2 separate regions of the Mus musculus genome follow, and region 2 is linked to region 1. A link is a contact called in public promoter capture Hi-C data. All regions are on one chromosome and are shown on one strand. Each heading gives the region's core, a stretch centred on a gene start, on an enhancer-like site or on the middle of the called end of the contact. The rest is flanking DNA. Distances are from core to core; before and after follow the strand shown.

Region 1 (4,981 bases), core at 2,349-4,848:
AGGAGAGAGAAGGGAGTGTCTCACCCACTGAGGAGAAGGAAAATGGCTCCTGACCGCAGAAGCCAGCCCAGGGCACCCAGTGCCAACATAGGACAGACAGGAAGTGGCAAGGGTGGGGGTGGAGCCAACAGAAGTACACAGAGCGGAGAGTACCCTCAAAGAAAACTTCTCAAATTATTACCTGGCCCTACCTAGGTCCAAAGCCAGTGATCTCTAATACCTACTCTAGGATGACACAGTTTGTAAGAGGTCACCCTCATGTCCCAGACAAGAAAGCCAAGACAGCACCAGAGTAAACTATTGGAATGACTGCAGTACTCACTCACTTGTATTCTTTAAAGACATTAGAACTAAGACTTAACAAGGGCTCAATGGAGGTTACCAAACCATACAACCTTCATCCCTACAAGGAATCAGAAAGCTTTAGCTTGAGGAACCAAGTGTCAAAGCTCAGCTTCCCCAGTCACCCAACAAGAATCCTACCCAACCTGCAGAAACCATGCCCAAGCCCCCAAACAGCAGACTCCCTCCCTTTAATCCCGCACACTCAGTGCATAACCCAGAAGTAGCCCTAAATGATGCTGGAGCCAGTCAGATCCCAAGGTTGGACAAAGTGCCACGGGCCTCCCATCCACACCCGTCCCAGGGTTAGGTCAGAGGCTTGGAGGCCCCTCTCATCCCTAAACACACCATTTTTTTAAGGGCTTCTGGCCCACAGCCCTTACAGTACCCACCAAAGCCTTCTTCCTCTGCCTGCGGAGCAGAAGTGAGCCAGGGACAGGGCTGTGGAGGCACAGTGGGCCCCTTTCCACCCACACACAGCCCTCCAACTCCTCAGGCCCATCACGCTGCATGCCATAGAGGGAGATTTGGGAAAGGGGCAGAACTGGGTGTGGCCAGAGGAAAAACTGGGTCATGCTACAGATTGGGGCAGAGTTCACACTGAGAGCCTGCAGTGCTCCCACTTGGGAGGGAAGCCCCAGACCTTCAAGCAAGGGGTTATGGCTAAGATGGGAAGCAACGCTGGTCAGACAGCATCACCCAGCCTCTCATAAAGACAAGGAAGGAAAAGTAAGTCTTCCTCCTTACCCACCTCACCCTCGCAAAGGCAGAGCTCCGCAGGCCTACACCTCAGTGATCAGACACAGATCTAAGTCCCTTATCTCAGCAGCCTAGGACTCAGCAGCAAGAATAATGGCTCTCTTAAATGACAAATTTGAAAATGATTTCTTCTGGATATCTCACCCTCCAGTTGGGGCTCAGGAAAAGGCAGAAGTGAGAGCCATGCCGTAAGGAACAAAAAACAGGACAGCCAGGCTTCACAGGGTAGTAACCAGGACAGCCGGGCTCCACGGTGTAGGAAACTACGTGGACGCAGAGAAGATACCGACCTTGCAATGAATGTGGGGGAGTCAAGCCAATAGGTGCCTTAACTAAGGGGGCTCTAAATAAGGAGACAAGAGAAAGACATCCACTTCCAAGCATGACATCAGCCATCACTTGAGGGCAGGCACTCAGGCAAGATGGTTATAATAATACGGGTTTAGCCAGTCCAGGGAGCAACCCCAAAACACAGTGCAAACCCTAACACACCCACACAAACACCTCACGCCACCAATCCAGACCAGACCCCAAGCTACCTCAGAGTGGCGGAAGCCCCTAGTAAAGATCCAAGATTATGTCCACACCAAGGGCCAATTCCCTCCCTCTGCCCTCACTAGGCTACTGCATGCTGCCTCTCCTAGCCCTCCATCCTTCTCCACTCAAAAAAATCCCAACAATCTGACTAACAAAGTTCTACAGATCTGATAAAGAGTGAGATTCAAACTTTACACTCTTGAAACAGCACAGAGAACCCGTAAGAGATCGGGACAGAAAGCAACCAACACTCTCGCTTTCTTCTCCAGGGAACAACCGCGGGATCCCAGATGCCTGGCAGGGCTCCCGCAACAGAAATCCCCACCGCACCCCACCATGTCACCACCAGAGTCGGAACCACCTGCATTCCTCCAAGAACCTGCACGAGGTAAAGCTAACCCAGAGAGCTCCCTCAACCGGGGACTGCGGAGCATTCCAGACAGCCTTGAGTGAAGCCAGCTTGCATCTGGGTCCGTGGTGCCCAAGAGGCACATGGCTTCCACCTCCCCCAGCACCCCCCAGCACACAAGAGCTCCGCAGAAAAGAACCACTCCCTTCGGATGCCCTCCACCCTGGGTTCTGCACAGGGACAAGCAGCGCGCGAACGCAGCCTCACTGGAGTCTCGAGGAAAGATCAAACATCTTCCTGCCCTGGGCCCTCCGGGAAGATGTTACCTGGATGGGGTGGGGGCAGGCTGTTGTTCAGAAGTGCGTCCATATCCTCCTCCTCACTGCCCGCTGAGCAGGGGGACGGGGAGCCCAGGCCCGACGCCATCCCCTTCCGTTCCCCGGCCAGGGAATTGGCCCAGCTGCTCCTGCCTGCGGCCTGGGGCCCTCTGCACTGGCCCGAGTCACTGTGCGGGGGAGGGGGGAGAACAGTGAGTGACGCGCAGTCCCCCTCCCCCACCCGCTCTTTCCGCCCCCCTGCCCTACCACCCTAGCCAAGCACCCGAACCACTCAGGCTGAACTTAGTTCCACACTCCTCGGGGACAGCCCGTGAGCCGGCTCCCCAGCAGGAGCCCCCAAGAAGAGGGAATGACGCCCCCGAGGGCAGGCTGGTGCATGGAGGGGAAGGAAGAAGCTAGCCTGGCCTGAGCCAGGAGTGCCTGGGGAGTGGGGTTCGAGTGGGGAGGCGCGGAGAGGGTCAGGGGAGGCGGCCGGTGCTCGGGGACACAAGGTCACTTGGGAGTGGGGGGGCGCTCCTCTGCGCCCGGGGAGGGGCCAGTCCCCAGACAGGGCAGCTCTCCAAAGGCTGTCCTCTGGGACAACTCAGGTTCTCTTCCGGAACGGCGGGGACCAGGGGGCGTGGAGGCTCGGGCGCTCCGGGGTCCCGAAGAGTCGGGACGCCGGAGGAAAGCGAGCACCCACCGGGAAGGGGGCCGGGCCACGTGTCCCGGGGGGCTAGCGAGCAAAGGGCGAGGGGCGGGCGGGCAGGCGCTCGCCCGGCATTGTGGGAGGCCGAGCCCAGGAGGGGGGGGGGGCGGGGAGCAGGACTCCCTCAGGGCAGGGCGCCGTCTGGAGGTAACCCGGCCGCCTCCGGGGAAGAAGGGTCGGCTCCCTGGAGAGGGGACGGCCCGCGGGCCCCGGGACGCCTGAAGAAGGGACAGGTGAAGGAATGACCCCCGGGACGACGTCGGGCTGAGAGAGATGTCTCTCCCGTTGCCTCGCGCGCTCCTCACCCTAGAGCCGCCTCAGGTCGCGCTGGGTCTCGCCGGTGTCACTCCCGCTCCAGCTCCTCCTCGCCGCGGCCGAAGGGGGGAAAATGGCTCCGGCTCCGGCGTCGCCTCTTAAAGGGCCCGAAACACCGGCCGGGAAATCCCACCGCACAGGCCCCGCCCCCCACGGACAGCCCATAATAACCTCAACCAACTCCAACCCCCCCCTCCACTACCGCCACCCTCCTCTTTAGGTCTCCCGGGCAACCCCCGCCCCCTCGTCGCTCAGGCAACCATTGGCCACGCCCCCGTCGAGCGCGCGCGCGCGTCACCTGGGCAACCGCCCACCTCCTGGCCATCCCATAATACACACGGACACCCCACATACACACACCCCGCCCCCCACACTCTATGCATATATGTGCCCGGGGCTACAGACATATAGTGCAGATCTTTTACAAACTAAAACCTGCTCCCCCTCCCTTAGATAACCCATAATAACCACTCTTTGCCAACTTCTTCACTCTTGGCCTTACTGCTAACATCCCATAATAACTCATTACCCCTCCCTCCCCTTGGCCATCCCATAATAAGCACCCCTCCCAGCACTTCAGCCTCATATCCCATAATATTCAACCCATCCCCCACCGACATCCCATAATAACCACCCCCAGTTTGACATCCCATGATTGTCAGAAACTCACCCACCCCATACTACAACAACGGACACTGGGCCTCCTCCCACACGGATCCCGTAATAATCAGTCTCCCACTTTCTATACTGATATCCCATAATATCCAACCCCCCCAGAGCTGCCCTCAGTCCCTGCACTAGGGTTGAGATTCTAGATGCTCACTTTACCACCCACAGCCTTCCCAGTCTCTTTCTAGCTCCATGGTCCATAAATTACCATTCCTCCTAGCAAAGAGATACTCACTAATGATCAGCAGCTCTGCTGTCACCCCACAAATGGACATCTAAATCTCCTCCACTAACACTGGGAAAATGTCCTATCATTTACTCTATCTACTCTCCCATCCCATAATTTCAAAAAGCCCACGATACCATAATTGTCCCAACACAACCCAGTGCCACATCCCATAATACTTCTGCTACACTCCATCACCGCACACAGGTCTGGCCAGACATCCCCTAATTGTCACAACCTCCCCCACCTCTAGAAGTTGTCAGGCTCTTCCAACTAGAGCAGAGAGGGTGTGGCAAACTGCTAACTGCCCTGTCCCCACTAGCACACACTTTAGTCCCTTCCTGGGCAATAGGAGCATTCTGGGCTCTCAAAGTTCAGGACCCCCAGACTTCCTAGCTCATCATTTGCAGACACTCAGGAACCAAGAGCCAACCTCGAGCCCCAACAAACCCCACCAAATCCAGGTATGTTCTAGATACTTACCTCCCTCCAGCTTTGAATGTTTGTGTAAACTCAAACAAATAATATGCTGACTAGATGAAACACTTGCATAAAACTTCATGATGAAAAACTTTAACTCACCCAGAACATCCCATAACAATTACAAACCCCCATCCCAAAACTATTTCTCAACATTCCAGAAGTCCTCTACACTGCCACCTTCAAGTCCAGGCAGCCTCCGTGGACAGATAGCCTATCACCACCATGGACTGAGAGTCCTCTACCATGCCTTGCTCTGTACTCACCATCACTAAAGT
Region 2 (4,884 bases), core at 1,839-4,338, 170 kb before region 1:
CATGTCTATGGTGCGAAGTGCTTCATCAATACACGGGTGTGATGTCATTTTAATAACTCAATGACACATTTGAAAGTTCAAGAAAACCAAAATGGACCATGCCTGCAAAGAGAAGGCAAGAGGAAATCTTCAAAGTCCGGGCAAAAATAAACAAAACAGAAGCAAACAAACCAGAAACAACAAAGTCTCTATCACTCTCTGAGAAATTTCAATCAGTTTAACAAACATTTGGCTAAATTAACTTTTTAAAAATGGAGAATAAAGATGTTAATTACTAAAATTAGAGATGAAAATGGAGATAAAATGGAGGGAGCCTCAATTTGGAAAATGACTCCATAAGATCCAGCTGTAAGGGCTCGAGAGACAGCTCACCTGTTAAGAGCACTGACTTATCTTCCAGAGATCATGAGCTCAATTCCCAGCAACCACATGGTGGCTCACAACCATCTGTAATGGGATCCAATGCCCTCTTCTGATGTGTCTGAAGACAGTGACAGTTTACTCACATACATAAAATATTTTTTTTTTAAAAATCCAGCTGTAAGGCATTCATTGATTGATTGATTGATGTCCCAAGTGTTGTGCCCCCAACCAGCCCCCTCCAATTACTAATTGATGGGGAGGACCCAACCCACTGTGGGTGTTGCCGTCCCTGGGCTGATACCCCTGGACTCTGTAAGAAAGCAGGCTGAGCAAGCCAGTAAGCAGCACCTCTCCATGGGCTCTGCATCAGCTCCTGCCTCCAGGATGCTGCCCTGCCTGAGTTCCTGTCCTGCCTTCCTTCAGTGATGGACTATTATATAGAAGTCAAATAAACCCTCTCCTCCCTAAGTTACTTTTGGTCATGCTGTTCCATCACAGTAATATTAACCCAAACTAGGACTGTGATTCTAGGTTAGGAGGTGTGCACGCTGACTGTAAACAATGATAATACTTCAAAGAATCATGATGACGACATGTAAACCTTTGTTAGACTTACAACAAGTGTTGAAGTAGTTAGGGAGTTTATTCTCACTGGAGTTAGATGTCTGACTAATGGTAATATACTCTTATAATACCAGCACTTAGGAGGCTGAAGCAGGAAGATCAGGTGTTCATAGGCAGCCTAGGCTGCCCAGTAAGTTGAAACGATGTCTAAAGAGACACTGCCCTGTCACGCATCGAAACGCTTTAAGAGAAAATCAAATATACTGGATGTTAAATTTAGATGAGAGATTTAAAATATTTAAGAGACTCCAATGGACTATATTTATAGTGGAGCTTAAATTGTTCAAGCTGAGTTAATAAAATTTTAATTTTAAAAGGACAAATGGGAATGAAGCACAGTGGGAAGTTATTGAACCAACCAGGGCTATGTAGTGAGACCCTGTCTCAAACAAGAAAGAAAGAAAAGAAAGATGGGTCTGCAGAAATGGCCCAGTGTTTATCTATGCAAGGTGTTACACAGCCATCTGAGGGCTGAGTTTGAATCGCCAGCACGTACATATGTAGAGCTTCATAATAAAACAACAAAATGCGTACTTTGAACTTAAAAGGCATAAGGGACAGTAGAATGTTTACTTGATGAACAATAATCTATTCTTTGTCTACAATGTCAGTAATTACTCCCAGACCATTTTTCTCTACTCTCTAATCCCGAACTATACAAACAGCTGGGCGTGGTGGTGTGAATCTGTAGTCTCAGGGCTTGAGAGGAGGAGGAGGCAGGAGGACAAGGGTCTGGGCAGTAAGTACTAAGTCATTGGACTACACAGACAGCCCTTGTCTTAAAAAATAAAAAGGATCAGAGCTGGCAGGGGGTGGCTCACAACCATCCATAATGAGATCTGACGCCCTCTTCTGGTGCGTCTGAAGACAGCTACAGTGTACTTATGCATAATAATAAATAAATCTTTGGGCTGAAGCGAGCAGGGACTGAGCGAGCAGGATTGACCAGAGTGAGCAGAGGTCCTAAAAAAATTCAATGACCAACAACCACATAAAGGCTCACAACCATCTGTACAGCTATAGTGTACTCACATACATAAAATAAGTAAATCTTTAAAAAATAATAATAAAAAGGATCAGAAAACACACAGAAACTCACGTCATCTCTTATTCTAGTCCCTTGCCAGTCCACCACATCCTTCAGCATGGAAATGTGTTAGTCACGTCTCAGCCCCAGAAGTCTCCACACGGCCCGTCCTGAAGTTCGCACTTTCCCACTGGGAACCCTAGGAAGGGTGATATTCTGTTCCACCTGCCCGCCCCGTGCCTTGACCTCCCGGGTTCCTTTACTCTTTGCCTGGAACCCTGACTTCTCATGCTGCTCTCACGCCTGGCAGAGAAGGCAGGAGCTGGTGACTGAGTCGTTCCAGGACACATTTACCAGCCCTGCGTCCTGCGCAGCTCAGTACCTGACACCATTGCTCACATGCTCCCTAGGAGCATCAGCACCGATCCACCCACCCTCCCGGTTACAGCACAGACAGACTCATTCAAAGTCCTTGAGCAGCTCACCCCACTAACAACCAGAGAAGCAGAGGGCAAACAGACATTTATACCTCCAATGGTCCAGTATTTCTTCAGTTCTTTGCCATCTGACTGACTCTTGGATTTTTCCTTGGATTTTCACCTCAGCCTCCTCTGGCCCCGCCTTGCCTGTGTCTATCATTTACAAACCTCCCTAGGCAATAGGCTCATGAAAATGCCCATCCTGGTCTAACTTGTAGGTGAAAGAGAAGAATCAGTTATCCAGTTTTGACATGGGCAAAGCATGAATAAACAGCTCTCCAGTCAGTAAGTACAGGCAAAAGGCATGTGACAAAATGTGACGGTAGCCAGGCATGGTGTCACACACCTGAAGTGTCAGCACTTGGGCTATCCTCAGAGGTCAGCCTAGGCTACCTCAAAAACATTAGAAAAGAAAAAGAGAAAAGAAATATGACCACAGCCTGTGCCCACTAAAGGGGTCCCTGTTCCTTCAGAAGGGGCTAGCCCAAATCCTACAGGAGTGAAGGGTCAGGACATCGAGAGCTCTGTAGACCCAAACTTACACTTCTGCTCAAACTCTCCCAGGCCAGGGAGCCCTCAGAAGCGAAGGCAGTGTGGGAATAATTAGTCAGACACGCTTCCCTTTGTGTCACAGAATCTAACTCGCCATCTATGACTTCAGAGAAGTTACGTGACAACAGCAGCACACGGTGTCATAGCAACACACCTACACGTCCTGCTGCCACCTTCCTGCCCGCAGAGAAAACAGCTGCCTTCTTCAAAAGTCAACACAGCCAGGCACTGTGCCGCTCATCTGCCACCTCCAGCACTTGGGAGGGAGACACGTGGAGTCAGGCTGAGGCTAGCAGAAACTACAGGAGACCCTGTCTAAATAGAAAAATAAGTAACGTAAGCAGCGGGTAGCCTGACATCAGCTGGGTGAAGTGTCACAGTGTCACTTAGTGCTTAGGAGTAGAGACAGAATCAGGTGTTCACGGTCATTCTTAGCCACAAAATCAATTTGAGGCCATCCTGGAATACATGAGACACTGGTTTTTTTTAATTAATTAATCAACTAATTAATTAATTTAAAAAACAAAGGAACCAAGAGTGCATATCTTTAATCCCAGCACTGGGGAGGCAGAGGCAGGCAGTTCCCTGTGAGTTCAAAGTTAGCCTGGTTGACAAAGCAAGTTCACGGACAGGCAGAGCTCTCTTTCAGAGAAACCCTGTCTCAGAAACAAAACAAGAAAAAACTAGGGGAGGGGGGAATTCCACTTACCATAGCATCAGAAAGATTAAAACCTTACCAAGAAAGTCAACAAATAAATTGTAAGACTTCTACAATGAAAAGTCACAAAACATTGTTTAAAGGCATTTAGTACTAAATATATCAGAAGATTTGGTGTTCATGGGTTGGAAAACCTGATTGTGTTATTGTGATAATTCTGCCAACTCCCACCAGTGAGTCCAAGACAATGCCTATAAAAATTTCAATTGCCCCTTTTTGCAGAAATGAAACTGATCCTAAAAGTCATACGGCGATTCAAGAGGCACGGAATAGCCAAAATACTTTAGAGAGGCCAGAAAGATGGTTCAGCAATTAAAGACATTTGCCACCAAGCCTGGCTACCTGAACTGAATCCCTGGGACCTCCAACGGTGGCAGGAGAGCATCAACTTCTGTAAACTGACCTCTGACCTCCACATACGTGCCGCGACACACTCCCACCCACACCACACACAAAATGAGTGAACAAATTAGTGTAAAAACAAAACATTATTTCAGAAAAGATCAAAACCCACTAACTCATTCTTTCCAGTTTCCTTTCTCTTCTCTTCTGAGACAGGTCTCGCTATGTAGCGCAGGCTGAACTTTTACTTACAGTAATCCTCCTGCCTCTGCCACCTTACTGCTGGGATTACATAAGCATACAGTACCACTCCGAGTTTATACTTCTTGATGTCAAAACTTACTATAAAACTGTAATCAAAACTGTGAGAGCGACATAAAGATGGACATAGATTAATGGAATAAAACTGAGAGTCCAGAAATCAAGCCATAGGCCAATTGATGGTTACCAAGACCCTCCAGTGTAAGAATAGTTTTCTTCTGACTTCAGGCACTGAGACACCGCTCAGCAGTGAAATACAAGAATTAAAACTACAGGCTGGGCGTGGTGGCGCACGCCTTTAATCCCAGCACTCGGGAGGCAGAGGCAGACGGATTTCTGAGTTTGAGGCCAGCCTGGTCTACAAAGTGAGTTCCAGGACAGCCAGGGCTATACAGAGAAGCCCTGTCTCGGAAAAAAAAAGAAAGAAAAGAAAAGAAAAGGAAAGAAAAGAAAAAAAGAATTAAAACTACAAAGCCATTAGAAGGAAAGAGGTGGCAACCTCTGTGACCTTAGATTAG

The links. Capture Hi-C pulls out chosen DNA fragments and counts their contacts.
Region 2: a contact with region 1 is called in a promoter capture Hi-C map of adipose tissue. The contact joins the promoter of 4930417O13Rik here to the promoter of Chd4 in region 1. A contact is called at or near these places in 3 of 39 promoter capture datasets (the C10 cell line, neural stem cells and stem cell-derived epiblast-like cells), 1 of 15 datasets of contacts at CTCF or cohesin (embryonic stem cells), 27 of 484 Hi-C or Micro-C datasets (CD8 T cells, the HL-1 cell line, the N1E-115 cell line and 9 more), 17 of 115 datasets of contacts at active chromatin or transcription factors (the 230-238 cell line, acute myeloid leukemia, astrocytes and 12 more) and 3 of 9 other capture datasets (adipose tissue, embryonic stem cells and liver).

Annotation. Positions count from the first base shown.
Region 1 is chr6:125,094,598-125,099,578 of GRCm38.p6, reverse strand. Chd4 (chromodomain helicase DNA binding protein 4) reads right to left here and starts at 3,598. Exons shown (of 39, transcript NM_001346610.1): 1 at 3,319-3,598; 2 at 2,314-2,492. The coding sequence starts at 2,413. Mir7045 (microRNA 7045) reads right to left here and starts at 2,555; the gene lies at 2,493-2,555.
Region 2 is chr6:125,263,729-125,268,612 of GRCm38.p6, reverse strand. 4930417O13Rik (RIKEN cDNA 4930417O13 gene) reads right to left here and starts at 3,088. Exons shown (of 4, transcript NR_015527.1): 1 at 2,544-3,088; 2 at 2,087-2,213.